Linked DNA regions of Mus musculus: region 1 is linked to region 2. Evidence: chromatin contacts called from public capture Hi-C data. All regions are on one chromosome and are shown on one strand. Each heading gives the region's core, a stretch centred on a gene start, on an enhancer-like site or on the middle of the called end of the contact. The rest is flanking DNA. Distances are from core to core; before and after follow the strand shown. Region 1 holds the start of Batf (basic leucine zipper transcription factor, ATF-like). Region 2 holds the start of Rps6kl1 (ribosomal protein S6 kinase-like 1).

Region 1 (5,211 bases), core at 1,499-3,998, 540 kb after region 2:
TGAGACAGTCTTCAGCTTGAACAGGGGCCACATCTCACCACCTTCATCGCCACCTCTGTGATTCATGCTACCAGTATCTTTTCTTTTGTTTAGGACAATGAGATTACAATGTTAAACCCAACATTGTAATCCTAACTGGTCTTCCCTCATTCACTTTTCTCCCCACAGGAAAATCTCAACTGTGTCTAAAGGGATCCCAGGATACTCCAGTCAGAGCATGTAGTTCCCCTGCTCTCACACTACCAACGTCTGCCCACCTGGGGGAGGCAGCAGGCTTGACCTTACAAGTCTTCAACTGGGTCTGAGTCAAGAGGTGGACTGTATCTTCAGCCCACTGAACATTGAGCGACTTTGTGACTTTCTTTGGTCAATAGGATGTGGTAGATGGGACTCTGAGCTAGACCTGATCATGGATGTTGGCAGGTTCTGAGTTCTGCCTTTAGAATCCGGCACCTGCCAAGGGAACAACAGGCAGGATGGCTGGGAGGGTGGGGTGGGGTGGGCCAGGGAGAACAGACCAGTCAGTTACCAACCAACTCAGCAGCTGAGAGGTCTGGATGAGATCAGAGCTACTGTGGCCTTCTGGAATCTTCTGAATGACCTACAAACTCAGCCAAAAGCATGCCTGTTTAAAGCTCTCGTGAAGTCCTTGGTATGTTACACAGTGGAAACTTACTGATAAACTGTCTCGTTCAGGGGAAAAAGTCAAGTGTTTTGCCTGGCACATGGTGGGTGCTCAGGGGACGCTTGATTAAATAAGAAATTCCCAAATGCAGTTTGCCTTCCAGTGAAGAAAATAAGTTCTAAAACAATCAGCGGCTACGATAAGTGCTCTGAAACAAACAGGCAGTCGCAGTGGCTAGATCTGAGGATCTAGGGAACGGGGCACGGGCCTGTGGTTGGTTCTCTGGTTACTTTAGAATGAGGCAAAACTCCTCCCAATTGACTCCAAGAGCCTTGAGAGACGTCCCGGCTGATCCACGTACCGAACTTATCCCCTACCAGTCCCCTGCCACTCTCAGGACCTCTGATCCGGAGACACTGGGCTCTCTGGTGTTCCACCTCAGGTGTGTGCCTGGACCTTTCTTCACTTAGCCTCTCTGCTCCCCCTCAGGTTCCTGCTCACGTGTGACCCCTTCACCAAGCCCTTCCTGGCCAGCTTACAAAAGTGGCCACTCTTCGAATTCTCCTACCCTGCTCTATTTTTATCTGTGACACTTGACACTCCCTGATGTATTATGTCAGCTCAGTTGTTTTACCTGTCTGCTCTCACCACTAAATACAAATTCTACAAGGATTGACTTTTATTATTATTATTATTATTATTGTTATTGTTATTATTGTTATTATTATTATTTTGATAGGTTTGTCCTTAGAACAATATTGTCGTCAGGCAGAATTGTAATCAGTGGATACAAAAATGCTTTAGGAGCCATAACATATTGTCAGCCCTCAGATTAATCGAGGTGAGCATTTGAGCCACACTGGGAATAGAGTAAGAGCTTTTATTTTAATATGTGTGCGTGTCTTGCCTGCACATATGTATGTGCCCCGTGTCCATTTCCTGGTACCCGAGGAGTCAGGAAGAGGACCCCTGGAACTGGAGTAACAGATGATTGGGCCACTGTCTGGATGTTAGGACTAGATCCCAAGTCCTCTGGACGAGCAGCCAGTGTTCCTAACTGCTGAGCATCTTTCCAGTCCCCAAACTTTAAAAAAAAATAGCCAAAACACTGGGATGAGAATGGGACTGTTCACTAAAGCGACAAGCGTGTTCGTGTCATGGGACACATGCCAAACACCGCCACTCCACAGCATGCTTTACAGAGTGGGGGACATTCCTATTCAAATTGTCATCCCTCATTGCAGTAGCCCTGAAAGGTAGTAGGTGGGGCAGGTTTTAGGTGTGTGTGTGTGGTGGGAGGCTGGGGGGGGGGGGAGTAGGGATAGGGAGTCACTGGATTCTCATCATATCGATCTGACTCCAAGTCCAGAGCCTCTGTCCCTCATTTTGACGTTCTCTCCTTGTTGGGTTATGACGTCACTGACTTCTGAAGACTCAAGGTCAACCTTGAACTCCTGAAGGAGCCCCTCCACAGAAGGTAGGTATCCTTTCTCTAGGGAGAATGAAAGTGTCTTGCTAAGAGGACAGGGGATAGATAATAAACTTCTTTAGCATCGATTCCAGAGACTCCCCGAGACTCTCAGCTAGCCCCAACGTCTTGCTTGGTCATCTGTAAAAGGCAGTGCCCTCCTTTCTTTTTGTCCCCAGCCCACCGAACTGTCCTATAGGTGAAGGAGGAAGGCCGGTCATAAAACAGGATGGGCAGTTGCTTTCGGGTGAAACCCAGAAAGGGTCCTCAGGCTTGTCGCTGACTGTATTTAGATTTAAAAATCAAGGCCTGTGACCTGGAGGCTCTTTCCTGCTGCTCTCTGCCATGTTGACAGCAGAGAACTTGCTAATTCTGGCCGGGGATTTTCCCTGTGTGGCTGTTTTTCTTCTTTATCTTCATCAATTGAAGAGCGCTCGCTCTGCCTTTCAAACTGCCTGCCGGAAGATACTGGGGGTTTGTGTATTTTTTTTTCTTTCACCTAATTCTGTGGTCTTTTCCCAGATGTGTATTTTCTCTCTACCTTCTTTCTAACTTGTTGACGTTTCCGCCCATGTGACTTCCAGCTTGAATTACCAGAAACCACAAGAGAGGGCCTGTGCGCAAGCCCCAAAGCAGCGAGATGTCCCTGTGGGGAGCAGTCCCTCTGCACCCGAGAGAGAGGAGGACGCAGGGGTCTGTCAGAGGTTGCTGTTGGGCAAGCAGGGGAGGTACCTGTGGAAGGTGGTGTGCTGGTGGCCCCCTAGCAGTCAAGAAGGGGAGCCAGCTAGTGAGAAGATCGCCCAGAGGCATCTGGGACGGTGTGGGAGAGCCCGGAAGATTAGAACCATGCCTCACAGCTCCGACAGCAGTGACTCCAGCTTCAGCCGCTCTCCTCCCCCTGGCAAACAGGTACCCCCTTCGTCCCCCTCCCCCACGCCCCGCATGCCTTGCCTTCTGATTTTCCTGGGGTGGTAGAAGAGGGGTAGGCTCCCTTGTCCTGCCCAGGGAGCTCTGTCTGGGGAAGGAAGTAGCTCGTGGCAGGAACTCTCTAGCAGACTCTGGACCGTGTGGTGTTTGCTATACAGAGGTCCAAGGGCTGAAGCTTCGCATCCCGCCACAAAAGCCTCTCTTTCCAAGAGGTACCCCTCGTCTCTGCCACTTAGGTTCCCACCGTGAAACTTTCTAGGAAGCTGGGGGCAGGGTGAATATCACAGAGCTTAGAAGTATGGTCAACCATAAGCAGAGGAATGTTCCAGTAGATCGCTGCTTCGGGCTCCACCCAAATCCTAGAGTTGTAGCTTTCCAGGAAAAAACCAAGCAAGTGGCAAGACAGAACCGAGGTCAGGGAAGAGAAATATAGCAAATCAAAGCAAGGTAGACAGGAGGAGAAGAGTGGCAAGATCTGCCTGCGGATTGCCTCGGTAACTCCAGCAGTCCGTGGGAAGGGAGGCTAAAGCTACAACCTGTATCTTTCCCCCCCACCCCCCATGTGGCTTCCAGATAGAAGAAAGAAGGCCATGGTCCAGGAGGCGTGTCAGAGACTTTCACTAGTAGCTAATATCATCCCTGAAAAACCAGGGATGGAGGGAAAGATTCTGAGACTCTTAGACTCTTGACTGATACCAAGCCGAAATGTCTCAGACTGAAAGATGCCTCCGATGGGATGCCTTTCTCACCTTGTGGTTTCTGGGTCTCTCTACCACGTTCCTGATGCCCCTTGTTCTAGACATTTCTCCTCCTCATCCAACATAGACCCACGGATTAAACTTTTTTACATCTCATCTTAAAAACTATATTCTTTCCTTAGCACACATATTGGGAGGGGCTCAGAGGTAGAGTGTTTGGCTCACACACATCCAGGGGGCTGCAAAACGCTACAAACAAAATAAACGTAAACTACCTGACCACCGGCTCCCACATCTGTCACAAGCCCTCACCAAAAGCCATACTGGTGAAGACCTCAAGAGGGAGATAGTCCCTCGCTCACGATGGTATCAGAGCAACTCAGACTGCCTGGAAGATGGTACCCCAGTCTCTTCTTAAGAAGGAAATTACTCACAGCTTCCATGGCAACCTAGTCCCTTAGCACATTAAAGGAAGAATATATCCTTGCCCTCTCTAACCCAATGTCCGTTTGCTAGAATGACCTGGAAAGTTTGAGTAAAGAGGGAAGGGAATCAGAACCTGACCCAAGGGTCTTTGCCCCTCAGGCCAGTGGAGGTAGGTGACAGGGTGGGGGTTGCAGAAGGGCTTCTCTTCCCTGATCTTCTATAGGAGATACTTAGAAAGCACTCAAAGAGCACTGTGTCCTCCAAAGCACCCGTCAGTGGCTCACTAAAGCAGGCGACCTGCACTTCATAAAATGATTTGGTGGTGGTGGTGGTGGGGTTACCTCATCTGTAGCAGGCATCATGTTCAGGACTAGGAAGGTCTCAAGATGTCTGCACAATGATGGACCGAATAAAACAGATCTGGGCGGCGCCCTCTGCCTAGGGGTGCAGCACAATGAAATTAATAGTCAAGGGGGAATTCTCAGAAAGGATTGAGCATCAGTGCCAGAAAGATGTCATACCCCTGGATGTCCATGAGCTCAGGGATCAGGGTGGAGAGCCTCAGCTTCGTACTGTGTAAAATAGAAAAGACGGTGCCTGCTCAGAAAGCTGGGGAGTTGAAGCATAGCGTCTCCGAACGCGCTTGTACAGAAGTTGGCACATGGTAAATGCTCAGCGGAGTTTTCAAAGACAACAGCAAAAGGAGCATCAAGAAGGTTTAGCATGTGCGCACACATGCACATATATACATGCACACACACTCACACGCACACATACCTCACATGCATACATATGTATACACACATGTACACACACACACACACACACAGAGTGAAGCTAGAACAGCTCTGGAGAGAGCAGAAGTGATGGCATCTTAACTGGAATTTCCCAAAGTAGCCCTCCTGAGGCTTCAATTTCTCTTCACTTTTGAGTAGCTTTTGATCATAAGAAGACCATAGGAGACCCAAGGGTGGGTAGCAGGGAATGCTGAAGAAAATGTCTTTGGGTACAGGCCTTTTGTAAATAAGGGGAATGGACAATACAGAAAGAACTGAGGACCGGGAAGG
Region 2 (5,926 bases), core at 196-2,695:
ACCGTGCTCGTGAACAGGGCTCTGGCTCCAGGCCTGGTCCAGGTGGACATTCACAGGCTACCAGGCTCATAGTGGCCCTGCTGTTGTGACCTGTAAGAAGCAAAGGTCTTAGGGGAGACACGTGTTGGGAGCCACACCCCTACCTGTACTCCAGCTTCCTCTACTAAACATTGGAGAGACAGATGTTCACATCCAAAAGCTGGAGGGACGAGCGATGGTAAGGTCCCGTCTTTGAGCTGGGTCCTACCTCAGTGTGGCAATGATAGATTAACACAGCAGTGTGTGTGTGTGGGGGGGGGGCTTTCTTTTCTTTTCCACTCAAATTCAGCTCCACAAATACCATGCTGTATGAACGGAGCACGGAAAACTGGGGGTACCTGTGACCCACAGCTGCCTTTGAGGGGTGTCCACAGAGTAAACCTAGTGTCAAGAGCATAGTAAACATACCAAAGTCACACACTGGCTTAAAGCTGGTCTCACCTCTCCTCCACCTCAGGTCTCCCCTCCTCCCTGTCTTCCTTGTGAAGTTCCATTCAGCTCAGGGGTACCTCTCCCCAGACAAAACCTTTGGCCCAGAGAGGTCCTGAGTCAGCAAGTGGGGAACTCCCCCCCCCCAATACCCAGGCTCCAAGCCGGAATGGCGAGCTCATCAAAGCCCCCTGGGAGATGAGGTGATTGACAGATTAGATGCCAGTTCATGTGGAGTTCAGCGAGAGTGTCAGGGTGACCCAGCCCTATGGAGGCTATCCCAGAAGTCCAGGGGCCTGTGCGCCCTCCCAAGGACCTGACAGTAACTCCTCCCCAAGCAATGTGTGACCCCAATGGCCCAAGGGATAAGAGTGGCGGCTGCCAGAGGGGAAGGGGCAAAGAGAAAGCAGCCAGCAGTGCGGTCCCTGTCCCTCACAGCAGCCTAGCAGCCACCGTTGCTGTCTCGGGTACCCTGGAAAATGACCAGGGGGTAGCTTTTCTCCCTGGATCTTTTCCACCTCGGCAAGGAAAGAGACACAGGATAAAGGAAGAGGTGGGGAGGAAACGCACATATCCAAGCAGCCAGGAGGCCAGGAGATGGAGAAAGGCGGCCTTCCTGCTCTGCCAGGCCCAGCGGGATAGGTAGCTTCGAGGCCTGTGCTGGGGCACCGACGCCGGCTGCGCAGGGCTGCGAGTTGCGGGTCCAGCTTTCGGAGCCGCGTGCCTAAGACTATACACGTCAAGCAAGCAGCGCGTGCACGACCCCGGCACACAAGGTGCATCACTATAGGGAACGTCCAAGGAGGTCGGGCTGAGGCAGGGAGGGGAAGCCTCCTCTCCTGAGAGGATGGCTCAAGAGCAGACCAAATACTATACCTGTCCGCGTGCCAGAGCTCCGGGCCTTCCCGCCAACGCTGTCCCTTCACCTTCTGCAAGGCTCCGTCTGTGCCTACCACCCTTCCGCAGGTGCCTGGGGGCGGGGGTGGGGCGTCTAGCCGGGTGCCTGCCAGCCATTGGCTAAGGATGAGCTCATCCTCAACCCGTTAGAATAAACCTCCAATCATCGTTCTCCTCGGCTTCTGACAGCCCTTAAAGCCCTAGAGTTTGCAAGGCCAGGAACTCAGGAGTGGGAGTCAGTGGGGATGGATGTGGGTGACTGAGTGTAGCAGGGAGAGAAAAGGTCTATTGTCACCCAGGGATGTGGCTGCCTTAGACCTCTAAGCCAATGAAACTTAACCACAGCACGTTCAAGAGACTTTCTTCATTCACTACTTCAGTTAGTCAATGTTTCTCTGTTGGGTGTGTACTCTGCCCTAGGGCTTAGGGTAGAGCTGCCTCTATGGCTTCACAGATCAATCTGCCCAGGGCTTCCTGGGCTCTAAGGTCAGGCGAGTGGTTCGGAGTTGAGCAGCACCGAATCCTAACCTGGAGTCAGAAATGCATTCCCAAGAAAGGCACAAACGACCCCGACCCCCTTACTTGTCAGAAGCCACTCTGCGCTTTGCTGTGACCTTGTCTCTGGTAGTTTTCCACACCGGTCTCCTCTGACTCCTCTTCCTCCTCCACACCCCTTCCTCACCCAGAGCTGTTGTCGTCTCTGGGGATCACACTCAGGTCACCAGGCTCAAATGGCAGCACCTTATGCACTAAACCACGTCACCAGCCCCAGATTTATCTCTTTATTAAAATAAAACAACCTTTTAATTTTTGAGTTATTTATTTTTATCTTATGTATATTGGTGTTTCGCTTGCAAATATGTCTGTGTGCGGTGTTCGATTCTTGAAATTGGACTTACAGACAGTTCTAAGCTACCATGTGGGTGCAGGAAATTGAACCCCGATCCTCTGGACAAGCAGCCAGTGCTCCCAACCATGAGGTCATCTCATCATCCCTAAAGCATCTTAAGGGGGAGAGGGAGGGGGGAGGGGGAGAGACAGAGGAGAAGAGAGAGAGAGAGAAGAAAAGAGAGAAGAGAAGAGAAGAGAAGAGAAGAGAAGAGAAGAGAAGAGAAGAGAAGAGAAGAGAAGAGAAGAGAAGAGAAGAGAAGAGAAGAGAAGAGAAAGAGAGAGAAGAAGAGAAGTAGCTTGGGTCTGGTATGGGCTTTCAAAACCTGAAAACACACTTCCTCCAGTGAGACCACACCTCCTAACCCTTCTAATCCTAGCAAAGAGTGTCACTCCCTTGTCACAAAGCATTTAAATACATGAGTCTATGAGGTCCATTTTTATTCACACGGACACATTTTAACAAGCTAAAGACAAAAAATTCAAAACTGAGCAAAGGATTTTAATAATTTCCTCAAAGAAGATATAAAAACAACCAGTAAATAGATGAGAAGATATTTAATATCATTGGTTCTTAAGGGAATGCAAATTAAAACCACAACAACGCATCGCTGATATCCACTGGATGGCCATAGTTAGACAAATTACCATAGCAAGGCTTGACAGTGTTCTGGGGAAACGGGGACCTTACACTGCTGTCAGGGATGTGGATGATAAGACTCTGCAGAAAGTGTGTTAGTCGATGCTCACAAAGTTAAATTTACAGTTATGTACGATCCAGGGTTTCACTCCTGTGAAAGTCCACACACAAATGTCATTAGCAGCAACAATCACAACAGACAAAAGTGCAATGTCGTCACAAGGCTCACACTCCTAGGGACCTGCCTGCCTCTGCCTCCCCAGGGCCGGGAATAACTGTGTGTGCCACCACTGCCTGGCTTAAAACTTATTCTTTATTTCTGTGTATGTGTGTGTGTGTGAATGTGCCCAAGGAGGTGAGAGAGGCATCAGCTTCCTGAAGCTGGGGACTACTGGACAGTTGTGAGCTGCCCAAGGTGGGTGCTAGGGGCTGAACTCAGGTCCTCTGCAAGAACCATCATGTGCTCTTAACCACTGAGCCATTTCTCCAGCCCGATTACACATACTTTTTAAGTGACATGCATGTGTGTTTGTATTGCACAACGCCCCAGCATGCAGTGGGAGGTCAGAGTGCAACTTGCAGGAGTCAGTTCTCTCCTACCTTTTGCGTTTCAGGAATCAAACTCAGGTCATTAGGCATGGTGGCTAATGTGTGTATCTGCTTTTGCTGAGCTATTTTGACTTTGTTTGTTTGCTTCTTCCTTCCTTCCTTCCTTCCTTCCATTTTGGTCTTTTATTATTATTATTATTATTAGATATTTTCTTCCTTCCTTTCTTTCTTTCTTTCTTTCTTTCTTTCTTTCTTTCTTTCTTTTTGTTTTTGGGGTTTTTGTTTGTTTGTTTGTTTGTTTGTTTGTTTTTGAGACAGGGTTTCTCTGTATAGCCCTGGCTGTCCTGGAACTCACTTTGTAGACCAGGCTGGCCTCAAACTCAGAAATCCACCTGCCTCTGCCTCCCAAGTGCTGGGATTAAAGGCCTGTACCACCACCGCCCAGCTAGATATTTTGTTTATTTACATTTCAAATGTTTTCCCCTTTCCTAGTTTCCCCTCTGAAAATCCTCTACCCTCTCTCCCTTCCCCCTACTCCCCAACCCACACACTCCGGCTTCCTGGCCTTGGCAGTCCCCTATACTGGGGCATAGAACCTTCACAGGACCAAGGGCCTCCCCTCCCATTGATGACCGACTAGGCCATCCTCTGCTACATATTCAACTAGAGCCACGAGTCCCACCATGTGTTTTCTTTGATTGGTGGTTTAGTTCCAGGAAGCTCTGGGGTTACTGGTTAGTTCATATTGTTGTTCCTTCTAGGGGGCTGCAAACCCCTTCAGCTCCTTGGGTACTTTCTCTAGCTCCTTCATTGGGGACCTTGTGTTCCATCCAATGGATGACTGTGAGCATCCACTTCTGTATTAGTCAGGCACTGGCAGAGCCTCACAAGAGACAGCTATATCAGGCTCCTGTCAGCAAGCTCTTGTTGGCATCCACAATAGTGTCTGGGTTTGGTGGTTGTTTATGGGATGGATCCCCAGGTGGGGCAGTTTCTGGATGGTCATTCCTTCAGTCTCTGCTCTGAACGTTGTCTCTGTAACTCCTTCCGTGGGTATTTTGTTCCCCCTTCTAAGAAAGATTGAAGTGTCCACACTTTGGTCTTCCTTCTTGAGTTTCCTATGTTTTGCAAATTGTATCTTGGTCTTTAAAAAAAAAATGTTTTTTAATGAACATGCCCACAGGTGCTCATGGAGGCCAGAAGAGGGCATCAGATTCCCTGGAGCTGGAGTGACAGGCAATTGTGAACTGCCCAATGTGGGTGCTGGGAACCAAACTCCAGGCATCTGCAAGAGGAGCCAGCACTCTTAATGGCAGAGCCATCTCTCCAGCCCTCTATCTCAATTTTTAAAAGTGATCATAACAAAAGGCAAAGACTCCTTGGTCCTTTGAAACTCTTTTTATCTACACGGGGTCCCAACTGTGTGCATCGAGGTCATCTACTGCAAGGCCCTCACTGTTGGAGTTAATCTGACTTCTCTTCTCTTTTCACACACCACTGCTTTAGTCCGTTTGAACATCACAATGGTTTTCCCTCCAAATCCAAACATTCTTTCCCCATCCTCACTGCAATGTGTTTGATCAGAACATCTGTATTTGCTACTCCATTTACTGTAAGAGCATTTTCAACTCTTTTTGTTTCAGCCTTTTTTTTAGTTGTGTGTGTGTACACACATGTGTGCTTGCTTGTGCAAGTGTGTGTGTGTGTGTGTGTGTGTGTGTGTGTGTGTGTGCGCGCGCGCGCGCGTGCCATGGCACACATAGAGCTCAGAGAACAACTTACAGGAGTCAATTCTCTCCTTCTACCACACAGCCCAGGCGGCCAGGTTTGGCAGCAGGTGATGTTCCCACCCTGAATTAACTCATTGTCTCTAGTTTTTACTTTTAAGACAGGATTTCCCTGTGTCCTCCAAGTTGGTTTCCAACTTATTGTCTCCGGACTCTTGAATGTTGAGACTACAAGCATAAGTTACCTTGCCTAGTTTTATTCATTTATTTTTCAAAAACGTAAAGAAATTGGAGACTGCAGAGATGGACCAGTGGTCGAGAGCACTTGCTGCTCTTCCAGAAGACTCAGGTTTGATTCCCAATTCCCAGCACCTACAAGGCGCTTCCCAAGGTCTGTAACTCCAGTTCCATGGAATCTAATCTCTCTGGTCTCTAAGGGCACCAGACATAGTCGCGGTACACAGACATATGTGCATACAAAACACCCTTACACATAAAATAAATAACCATAAAATGAGCACATATGAAAGCCCATGAACCAGAGCCAGGCTGTGCATACTTCACTCACTGTAGAAGACCCCTCACCTCCCCCTCCCCCTCCTTCTTCTCCTGTCCTAAATGCAACAGACACTGCCATCCTGGGAGCCTCTCCAAACACTCAGATTCTGTCCCTCCTCGCTCAAATGGTGAGAGTTCCCATCTGGCTCCGAGATGTACTCGGGACCTCCTGTGGCCCCCAAGGCCTCTCTTCCCTGCC

What was found. Capture Hi-C pulls out chosen DNA fragments and counts their contacts.
Region 1: a capture Hi-C map of macrophages shows a contact between it and region 2, with 3 times the contacts expected there. The contact joins the promoter of Batf here to the promoter of Rps6kl1 in region 2. A contact is called at or near these places in 9 of 39 promoter capture datasets (the 3T3-L1 cell line, cranial neural crest, hematopoietic stem and progenitor cells and 6 more), 2 of 484 Hi-C or Micro-C datasets (the G1E-ER4 cell line and bone marrow-derived macrophages), 3 of 115 datasets of contacts at active chromatin or transcription factors (craniofacial prominence, large pre-B cells and microglia) and 3 of 9 other capture datasets (embryonic stem cells, liver and macrophages).

The regions. Positions count from the first base shown.
Region 1 is chr12:85,683,972-85,689,182 of GRCm38.p6, forward strand. Batf (basic leucine zipper transcription factor, ATF-like) reads left to right here and starts at 2,749. Exons shown (of 3, transcript NM_016767.2): 1 at 2,749-3,002. The coding sequence starts at 2,940.
Region 2 is chr12:85,149,819-85,155,744 of GRCm38.p6, forward strand. It overlaps Rps6kl1 (ribosomal protein S6 kinase-like 1), which reads right to left and starts at 1,446. Exons shown (of 11, transcript NM_146244.4): 1 at 1,345-1,446; 2 at 1-90. The coding sequence starts at 70.